2 separate regions of the Mus musculus genome follow, and region 1 is linked to region 2. Evidence: chromatin contacts called from public Micro-C data. All regions are on one chromosome and are shown on one strand. Each heading gives the region's core, a stretch centred on a gene start, on an enhancer-like site or on the middle of the called end of the contact. The rest is flanking DNA. Distances are from core to core; before and after follow the strand shown.

Evidence for each region. A called contact is a pair of places that touch in the nucleus more often than the background predicts.
Region 1: a Micro-C map of embryonic stem cells shows a contact between it and region 2, with 2.1 times the contacts expected there. The contact joins the promoter of Gpat2 here to the promoter of Itpripl1 in region 2. A contact is called at or near these places in 6 of 39 promoter capture datasets (the C10 cell line, the HPC-7 cell line, cranial neural crest and 3 more), 4 of 484 Hi-C or Micro-C datasets (the G1E-ER4 cell line, embryonic stem cells, nephron progenitors and 1 more), 1 of 115 datasets of contacts at active chromatin or transcription factors (large pre-B cells) and 1 of 9 other capture datasets (adipose tissue).

The regions. Positions count from the first base shown.
Region 1 is chr2:127,422,736-127,428,084 of GRCm38.p6, reverse strand. It overlaps Gpat2 (glycerol-3-phosphate acyltransferase 2, mitochondrial), which reads right to left and starts at 2,886. Exons shown (of 22, transcript NM_001081089.2): 1 at 2,864-2,886; 2 at 714-844; 3 at 479-592. The coding sequence starts at 776.
Region 2 is chr2:127,141,702-127,146,984 of GRCm38.p6, reverse strand. Itpripl1 (inositol 1,4,5-triphosphate receptor interacting protein-like 1) reads left to right here and starts at 3,528. Exons shown (of 2, transcript NM_001163527.1): 1 at 3,528-3,770; 2 at 4,771-5,283. The coding sequence starts at 4,785.

The sequences.
Region 1 (5,349 bases), core at 1,637-4,136, 280 kb before region 2:
AAAGAAAAGGGCTCCATGCTTAAAATGACACCACTGTCCCCTTGTGTGGAGTTGCCCTCTTAGAGCTAAGCACATTAAGGCCCTGAGTAGGGGTATTACCTCATCTGGAGAAGAAAATGTGCATCTTGAATCTCCATTAGAATGCTGAGCCTTCTTGGTACCAGCATATGATACAGACATGCAAGAGATGCTGAGTGCTATGGGAGTCTGAGTGGGCACTGTTCCCAAACTGAACAGAGTCAGTTATATTCCAGCCTTGTGGGCATAGCCTAGCTCTCCTGAGGCCTCCTACCCAACTCTCCTAAGCCCCATCCCAACAACAGACCCCACTATATCCATTCCTCTAACAGGCAAAGGCATGCAGCAGTGAAAGATGAGGCTTGGGAAGACGAGAGGGAGGCAGCTGCCCAGGATCCTCACTCCCAGGACCAAGCCAGCCTAAGATTTCCAAGGGAGGCCCATCCCTACCATCACTTACCCAGCTCTTAGGAGTACAGGTCTGGCAGCAGCGGCCCATAAAGGGGCGATACTTTCCCAGGAATGGAGTGATGGCCTCCATCTTCATCCCAAAGCTTGAGGACCAAAGGCTGGTCTGGAAAAGGGCCACAAGAGAGGTGATCGAACTCAGGGTCTTTGACAGAATGAGGAGCACATCTGGAGTGGAGGTCACAGAGGGCAAGTGGGAGGGCAAGGGTGTAAGAATTCCACACTACCTCTTGACCATTGTGGTTACTCCTCTGCTGGGTTTGGGGGTTGGATTTCAACATGGTATCCATGAAGGTCTGTAAGATCAGTGAATCAAGCACTGTGTCTCTCTCCACACAGACCTGACCTAGAAAAAAAACTAAAAGAATGGAATCTGATCCATAATCCAAGGTTTTGTGGGGTGATGCCAGAGTCTACCCCAAGACAGACAACACTTAAGCCATCAGCAATGAGGACAATTGCCAGGAGACTGGAGGCAGTCTGATCAAATCCCTGTCACTGACCCAAGTGGTCCCTCCAGGAAGTGAGCTGTACTTGAAAAGTCAGGGGCTCCCTCAGGCAACATGAGTGGCTATCTTCCATCCACATGCCCCAATGTGTTCTAACAGCAACTGTGATTGTAATGGCAACGTAAGGCTCTCCGTGTAGAAGGAAAAGCCTAGGCTGGGCTGGATTATACCAGCAAGAAGAGGATACAAGGAAAAGGATACTCTCTCCATAAACCTAAGTCCTGCTGAGCAGCCCTCTTGCAGAACCTCGGATCCATTATGCTTCTGTGGAAGAGAGACTCCTGCCCAAAAGGGTCCCCTACCCTGATCTTCCACCATGTCCATGGTGAACAGACTGGCCTAATTATTTATATTCTTTTTATTCCCCAACTCAATCACATTAACTGCACGCTAGCCTGAGAGTGCCTTTTTGAGTTTTGAGACCACAAATTGTTAGTTCATGATACATCTAGATTCTTCTTTCTCCATGAGTTCCAGGGCCCAAGGCAGCCAGAAAAGCAGCCTTGTGGAGCCCTCGGGGTTCCCATCTCACTTCCCTCACATCATCTGAAAGTCGTCCTGAGGGTAAGAATTGCAAATAATTCATGTGTAGACCCAGCAATTAAGTGGTATGGAAAGGGCCCAGGAGAGCCAGATGCCTGTGGCTTAGTTTCCAGGGTTCCTCTGGTGCTCCTCCTCTGCCCCTTGGTGCTATTTAGCACCATGAAGCCAAGCAGTAACCGGATCCTGATTGATGTATACACAGGCCCTGGAGATCTCATTTCAGATGCATCCCCTACTTTAAAAAATGTTCTCACAGCCCCATTCAGACCCTAAGCACAGAGAAGCCCAAGGTCAAGGCTGCAATGTAAGGAGGCCTGCCTCCTTTGCAAGGAAGACGTTTGACACTCCTCAGCTTGAGACTCCTAACCTCAAAATCTAACCCCACCGACCAATGCTGGCCCTAAAATAACAGATTAAAAGACAAGGCATGGAGCATTCTCATGAGCCAATTAAGCCAACTACCTAGCTCATGAAATCCAGGTCAGTTGGGGACAGCTCACTCACGCTTTTTAAGACACTGTCTTGCTATTTTGCCCCGACCAGCTTTGAATTCTCCATCCTCCTCCCTCTGTTTCTCAAACACCACTATTACAGACACATCTGGCAAGCAAGATCCCTAAGTGAGGGCCACTGGCAGTCTGTGTAGATGCACACTCTTCCCCGAGGGCCAGTACAGTTCACAGGCATCTTCTCGCTGACTATATGACGTGCTTAAACATTAGGAATTAAGGCCAACGTTTAAAAGCAGAGAGCTTGTTATATAAAGAGCGGGGGTTTCCAGCTGCTGCTGTAAAAATAACTTTGAGATGTGGTATCTGAGCAGATACCCAACAGGGCCTCGGCTCGGGGGCGCCCAGAAGCCACGTCCCTTCCACTCTGAGTCCTCCCACCCGCACTACACAGGTGGCACTTGGTGCCTGGCTCTTATGTAGCTCTTCACCAAAGGCTAAAATGCAACACACACATCCCCAATGTTCCTGCCCTACTAACCATCACAGAACTTAACTTTAAAAAGTTCTCAGCTGCAGCAAATACCCCTACGCCTGCAAGGAAGGTTCTCGCCAAAACCAAGATGGAGGGCAGGGCCTGTCTCCGAGGCGGCACCGGAAGTCCATCCTTGCCTGCTCTCTGAGTCTCAGGTGCCACAAGCCAAGCAAAGGGCAAAGTGGGGCTCTCCAGGGCCACCAGCTTGCCTCTGACTGTTTGTCTGTGAGACACGCCCACCAGCCCGAGTTCCACATCAGTCCCTGCCTGACCCAAAGCCAAGCCCAGCCCAGCCCAACCCAGCCTGGTCCAATCCGGCACACGAGTCTCAGGAAGCTCACCTCACACCAGCCGCCAACTCCCGCCAAACAGCCGTGTGACTGAGCCGACGAAGCCGGAAACTGGGCTCTGCGCATGCGCCTCAGCAGCTGAGGGGCCAGCCAATCAGAACGCGCTCTAGGCTCGAAGCCCCATCCCTTGACACCCTATATGCTCTGCTGGACTTGCTGCCTGTACCACATGATCACTGCTCCCTCCACGCCCATCACCCACAACTCGCTGCAAGTGTTGAGAGTTTGTTGGGGAGAGGACATTCTGGCTTAGGAACCTGCTTGTCCTAATCTGGAAGTGTGGAATGCAAAGGACCCAAGGAGGGGAGTCTTAAAAAGGATGTGGGGAGGATAGTGTACACCTCTCATCCCAGCACACGAGAGGCAAAGGCGGATGGATCTTTGTGAGTTCGAGTCTAGCCTGATCTACATAGCAAGTTCCAGGTCACCCAGAACTACATAGTGAGACTCTGTCTCAAAATAAATTACGTGTGTGTGTGTGTGTGTGTGTGTGTGTGTGTGATCTATATATGTGCATGTGTGGCTTTGTGGGGGTATGCACATGTGTGGTCAGAAGAGGGCTTGGATCTGGAATTGGAGTTAACAAGAGCGCAGTGGTCCCTCACGAGTCCCGGGAACTAAAGACCCATAGCAGAAGGTGAGAACCAATTACCCCAAGCTATCCTTTGACCTCCTCACTTGTATACACAAAATAAAGACGTGTGTTTTTTTAAAGGAGAACCTGAGCTGAGCACCAGCACTTATCTGTTTTCTGCTTCCTGCCAAGCTATGATGTGGTCAGCAGCCTCATGGTCCTCTGCCATGCTTTCCCAGCCAAGATGTCCAGTGCCCTCAAACTGTGAACCACAACAAGCCCTTCTTTCCTAGAGTGGCTTTTGGTCAGCTGTTTGGTTACATCAACAGGCAAAGTGTATAAAGATGAGAGTGGGGTCATTTAGGTAATCGGCTCTGAGCACTCTAGGAACAAAGGACATATGGGTTCCTTCATCATTTCACTGTTGCAGCAAGCCACCAAGAGACCAGCCCTGAAAGGTCTCCACAGGACCGGGAAAGTGACTCAGCAGATAGGAGTTCATATTGCTCTTCCAGAGGACCTGAGTTCAGGGTCCAACAACTACATCAGGTGGCTCACAGCTGCCTGTAACTCCAACTTCAGGGATCTAGCACCCTCTCCTGGTCTCCTCAGGTAACTACACTCATGTGCACATACCCACACACAAACAAATGTTTTAAAAATAACAACTTTAAAAGGTTAGTGCAATATAAAATAAATTGGGGGGAGGTATTCCCTGTACCCCCAGCCCACGTGACAGCCCACTGACCTCCAGTTTCAGAACCTGTGAGGCCATGGGTCCCAAGAGCTGGCTCTTATTCCTAACCTCTACCTCTCCTCCACCGACATTCCCCTTGAGGGTATAGCCACTGTGTTCCCTGCTTTGTGCCATTTTGTGTCCCTCAAGGCCCAAGGGTCTCTTTCGTGGCTTGTGTGTGTGTGTGTGTGTGTGTGTGTGTTTTGAGGCTGGTCTCAAATTTGCCATGAAACAGAGGGTGGCCTTGAACACCTGACCTTTCTGTCTCTTCCTCCTCAGGAACAGCATCACCAGCTTCACATGTTGTATCTGGCTCCCATGTTAACTGTTGTTTTGTATCATAGTGCACAGGCCACAACAAGAAGACTCAGAAACTGAAAAAAGCAAGCAAGGAAAAGGAAACCCCATTATTTAGAAGCAGTAAGTTGCCCCCCCCCCACCTCCAAGTGCAAATCTAGATGTCTCCCAAGATCACCATCTGGATAGAAAGGTGAGCTTTTGTGGTTGGTTGTGAGCACCTCTCACCTTCTTGGAGGGATCTCATTCTGAGAGGGATCCCACAATAGCTGCTTCCGACTGGAAGGTTCCATGGGTAGGGACAGTGGGCCCCAGGGCTGTATTTAGCAGAGTTCTGGCCTCGTTCAGGCCTCAGCTGCACTTCTGCTTTAGAAAGGATGTGTTGGGAGGCTGCAGTGGCAACAGCTGCCTGCTGTAATTTGGGCATTGAAAGATGCATACTCTGTAGACATGGCTCAGGGTTTGATGCTAAAGATCTGACCAGCATTCTGGACCAGGTCCAGAGCTACATGATATGGTGAGACCTGCAGGCCAAATGCTATGCACACTGGTGGTCTGACTTGATCCTTGGAGACACTGAAACTCTCCTTTGCTCAGCCCATGAACCATGAATGAACTGAGAAAACCCCTCCCTGGACATAGGTACTGCCCCAAAGATCCTAACTCATGGAACTGACTCCTAGGGCCCAAAAGGACAAATGCCCTCCTGTGGGGAACACATATTTGCATGTTACTTCTGGGTGTTTCTAGAAGAATGGGTATTGTAAGAGTGGATGAAAGAACAGTTGTTCTCCCCAACTTGTGCAGACACCACCCAATCCACCAAGAGTTGAGACAGAGGACAGAGGAAGGGTGCATTTATCAGCAGGT
Region 2 (5,283 bases), core at 2,279-4,778:
ATAATCTTTTGATTGAGAACTGAGGAAAATGAAATTGCCTTTAAAGCAATCATTTCTTGATATTTTTCTCAATGTTGAATCTCTAAGCAACTCACCAAAGGGCAAAAGATTTTAAACAGAATCAAGGCTGTTATGTTGGTCACTACTTCCTGTCTTTTCCCCTTTTCTGGTGCACCATCATTCCTGGCCAGTTTGCATCTTTCATTTAGTGTGGTGTGCTTGTCTATTTTTGTGTGTGTAGGGGGGTTACTGCAAGGGTGCAGAGGTCAGAGGACAATCTAGAGTGTTAGCACCTTAGTCTTTACCCTCCACCTTGCTTTGAGACAAGGTCTCTGTTATTTGTGTGCTGTGCTCACCAGGCCAGCTTGCCCCTGAACACCCAGATATTTTTCTGTCTCTATTTCCCACCTCCCTGAATAAGCAATGGGGCTATACACCCCCTCCTAGATGTCCGTCCTTTTAGGAAGGTCCTGGGATTTAAGCTTATGTCATCATGCTGCACAACTAGCACTTTACCAACTCTCTCTCTCTCTCTCTCTCTCTCTCTCTCTCTCTGTGTGTGTGTGTGTGTGTGTGTGTGTGTGTGTGTATTTTGAGAAGCAGTCTTTGCAAACTCACCACTAGCAAAGTAAGGGTCCACATAAGACAAGAAGGAAATCTAGTCCAACACAACTCAGTAGCTGATGTTAGTTCAAAATTTCTTTTTTTTAAAAGATTTATTTATTATATGTAAGTACACTGTAGCAGCCTTCAGACACTCCAGAAGAGGGAGTCAGATCTCGTTATGGATGGTTTTGAGCCACCATGTGGTTGCTGGGATTTGAACTCCAGACCTTTGGAAGAGCAGTCGGGTGCTCTTACCCACTGAGCCATCTCACCAGCCCCTCAAAATTTCTAGAGTCTGACACAAGGTGGTTTATTTCAGGCATATATAAGTACAGTACAATTTGAAAAACAAGTTTCTGGTATAACACACAGTCCCGTGTTCATAAGGAGGCATAATTACATTGAAACTCTTCTCAAAGTACATGTCGCTTCTTCCATGCAGATGGGTCCTAAAGATAGGCTGCATGTGTTATCTTAGGGACCCAAGGGGAGGATCTGGTGTGGTCTCAGCCATACAGATAGCACAGAGGTCATCGAGACTGTTAGTCACCTCCATTCCCAGCCTTCTGGGCAGAGACCAGTTGTACATTCATGGAGGAGACAGCCCCATACAGTGTTTAACATTCCTAGCTTCCCTAATGCTCTCTGTGAGCACAAGGACCTTTGTGCTCCTAACACCTGTCCAACCTTTGCAGGGTCTCATGTAGCCCGGACTGGCCTGGAGCTTATCCCCTGCCTCAGATCTCCCAAATTCTGGGATTATAGTCCTGTGCTATGATGTCTGGTTTACAGTGTTAGTTTTTAGGGGCCACAGCTGAATTTACTTCACAGAAAATCTACCATATTTCTTTGCTTAACATGGGTAAATAAATTCCCACGATGTTAGAGTTCACTTGTTAAAATGAGTCACCTGGAGGGTTTCCTATTTATCCCACTATTAAGTTAACAAAATACAGGTTGGAGCGGCCTGGAGGAACAGCTCAGCTGCTAAGAGTGCCTGTTGCTCTAGCAGTGGGCCTGAGTTTAGAGCCCAGCACCAGTTTCAGGGGATCTGGTGCCTCTTCTGATCTTCATGGGCACTAGGCACCATATGTAGTACACGTACATACATACAGGCAAACACCCATACACATAAAAAGTAAAAATAGAAATACAACTTGGAGCTGGGCATGGTGGTATACACCTATAATCCCAGCACTTGTGAGGCAGAGGTGGTAGATCTCTGTGTTTCAGACCAATCAGGGCTTCAGTGTAGTGAGACCCTATCTCCAAAACAAAACAAGTTGGGGAAAAAAAGTGGTGGTGGTGGTGGAAACAAAAGATGTTCACTGATAATGAGATAATGAGATAAATGAGATAAAGAGATATTTGTTAATTCAAGTGTGATCTTTAAGTGAGATAGCTTGGTGGAATTTTTTTTTTTTTAAAGACTGATTCACTTTAAAAAGTTGTGTATGTTTTGCCCACATGAACTCTGTACCTAAGTCCATAGAATAAAAGGAGGGTGTCAGGTTGTCGGATTCTCTGGAACTGGAATTACAGATAGTTGTGAACCACTTAGTAGCTGCTGGGAACCAAATGAGTGTCCTCTAGAAGAGTAAGTTCCCTTAACAGCTGAGCCATCTCTCTAGCCCCTTGTTGTTTTTTATCTATTTATTTAATGTGTATTGGTGTGTTTGCCTGCATATGTATGTTCACTGCATGCACAAGTCACAAACAGTTGTGAACTACCATGCAAGTGGCTGGGAATCAAACCTGAGTCCCCTCAGAAGAGTAGTCAGTGCTCTCAACCGTTAGGCCATCTCTCCAGCCTCTTGTTGGGGTTTCTTAACATGTAGTAAGCCTTGTCGTGCCTTCACACTTTATGAAGTTCTCTTTGCTATGGACGTAGGATCAGCAGAGCTGCCTGAAGGCTTAGGAATTTTTGTTTTTTGTTTTTGTTTTAGAGGACCAGGTTTCTCTGTGTAGCTCTGGCTGTCCTGGTACTCTCTCTTTAGACCATGTTGGTTTTGAACTCAGAGAGGTGCCTGCCTCTACAGCCTGAGTGATGGCATTAAACATATGTGCTACCACTGCCTGGCTAGGTTTAGGGTTCTTACCTCTATGTGACTAGTAAGTGACAAACAATGCTCCAAGGCAGGTCTTTGAGTGACAGATGTCCTTTCCTAAGAGTCACTTTGATTAGGGAAAGATACCTGATTTGGGGAAGTGACGTCTATAGTGGGGTATGCATATACCTGTGCATGTGTGTGTAGTATTGCATGTGTATGCTCGGACCTGCCTCCTGTGCACCTGGGTGCAAAATCATCGTCTTTAGAGATCTCTACTTTGAGACAAGGTCTCTTAATAAAACCTTATACCAGTCACTTAAGCTCAGTGGCTCTGTCTAGCTCCATTTTTTAAACTTTGGATTAGAGGTGGATGTCTGGGGACCCAAACTCACATTATCGTGCTTGGGCAACAGGCTCTGTACCCAAATGAGTCATCTTCCCATCGAGTGAGGCTTATTAGTGGTGCCTAAAAACATCTCATTTCCTTTTTCACCTTGCATAGAGCCAGAGGGAAGTGAGAATGGCTTTTCCCAGTCCTTAATTTCTTTCTCACCTTCCCACCCAAATTCTCAATAAGCACACATTGCCCTGGTAAAAGAAACTTGGTGGGAGTGGCAGCAGGCACTTCAGCCTTGTGCCACGGAATGAAGCAGAATAGCTGTGAGCGCGTGGCCACAGATGCTCTGCTGTCCCTTCAAACCCTAGGGGGGACGACTAGAAACAAAAAGGTGTGAGGCCTTAGGGAGGGAGGGCCCCATAGGGAGGAAGGGCCCCATAGGGAGGGAGGGCCCCAGCTCTGGAAGAGTCCCTGCCTTGGGCCCCGCCTCTTGGCTTCGAGCAAGGGGTGGGGTTTGTCGGGGCGGAACCCCTGAGGCGGGAACCGCTGTGGATTGCTGGAGTCCGCCGGGACCAGCACCGCGTGGTAGTCGCTGCAGTCCGCTGCCCGCAGACTTTGGACCTCGGAGACATGGTCTGTACCCAGAAAGAGCTCGTCAGGTGGACTCTCTCAGTTTGTGTGGAGTATGAACTGGGAGCATCGCGTACGCCCGGAAGAAGGCGAGGGCGGCCAGGTCGCGCTGTCTCTTTAAGAACGCTCTCCTGCTAACTGAGACCGTGAGTAACTGAGCCCCTAGTTCCAGGAGAAACCCTTAAATTTGGGTATTTTATTGGGTCAGGAGAGATGGGTGAGTTTGGGGGAAGTTACTAAGGGTAGAGGGGGGCCTTCACTTTGAAGCAGGGCCGGTGGCTCGGGTATTTTGAACATGGAGGGGGCAGTTGGGCTTAATTCCAAAGCGAGGAGTGCCCCTCACCTGAACTCGATGGCCATGGTGCACTGCCTTTCATGACTCAAGAAGCCCCATAGCTGGTGAATTACTGGGGTGAAGGCCGGAAGCTTCAGGTTTCAGTGGTTGGGCAATGGGGCCAGGGAATCTCTGCTACTGTCTGTCAGTTGGGTCTTGGCCCCTGAATTCTGCAGGCACTTTCCTGGACTGAGAAGTGCAGCTGGACTGATGGCCATATGCTAGCCTGCCTCAGAACCTCATCACTGTAATACTAAGGAGTTGGCAGCACAGTGCCAAGTCTGGCACCTGCAGGGCAGAGTGGTGAGGTTAAGTGGTCTAATGACACAAGGTAGGGTTGTGAAGTCACAGAGGAAGTGGGATGCTGCAGCTAGGGACTGAAGCTGGCTACCCAAGGATGGGGAAGACATTGCCCGAACAAGATTCTGTGTTTTCTGCCTGTGGAAGGGAGCCTCTGGGACTGGCAGGGCATATCTGGGGCCCGAGGTGGACCGATGAGTCGGGTGAGGCCACCCCACTGTAAGGGTCCCCCTTCCCATCTTATACTGGAATAAAAACAGTCTCATGTCCCCTAAACACCACCCACGGTATGTGGAAGGAAAGAGGTTGACTCAGGGTACATCCTATGGTCTCCACTTCCTTTCCCCAAGGCGGACCGTTCTTGCTAACTCCCACCCTAGCTCTATGCACTTTCTGTTCCTCCTGAGTAGTTGGCATCCAGGATTTGAGGTACCAGGGCTCTGGGGACTCTGTGCTGGAGAACAGATGTGCCCCGGAAATCACCACTGATCCCCACCCTCCTACTCCTCCAGATGCAGAGGCCTCCATGGCTGTGATAAGCCTCATGTTCTTGGCAGTGATGTATGTTGTTCACCACCCCCTGATGGTCAGTGACCGCATGGACCTGGACACGCTAGCTAGGAGTCGGCAGCTGGAGAAGCGAATGAGCGAGGAGATGCGGCAGTTAGAGATGGAGTTTGAAGAGAGGAGCCGAGCCGCTGAGCAGAAGCAGAAAGTGGAGAACTTCTGGAGAGGGGATACATCCAGTGACCAGTTAGTGCTGGGGAAGAAGGACATGGGATGGCCCTTCCAGGCCGGTGGCCAAGATGGGGGGCCTCTGGGCTGGATACTGGGAAACCTGTGGAATGCAGGCCTCTTTTGCCTTTTTCTCATCTTTGAGCTCCTACGACAGAGCATGCAGCACGAGCCAGCCTTTGAGTCCAGCAGCGAGGAGGAAGAGGAAGAGATCCGTGTCGTGCCCGTCTCCTCTTACACCCGGCTCTCTGATTTTCCCTCCCAGGAAGCCCTGGAAGCCTTTTACAAAC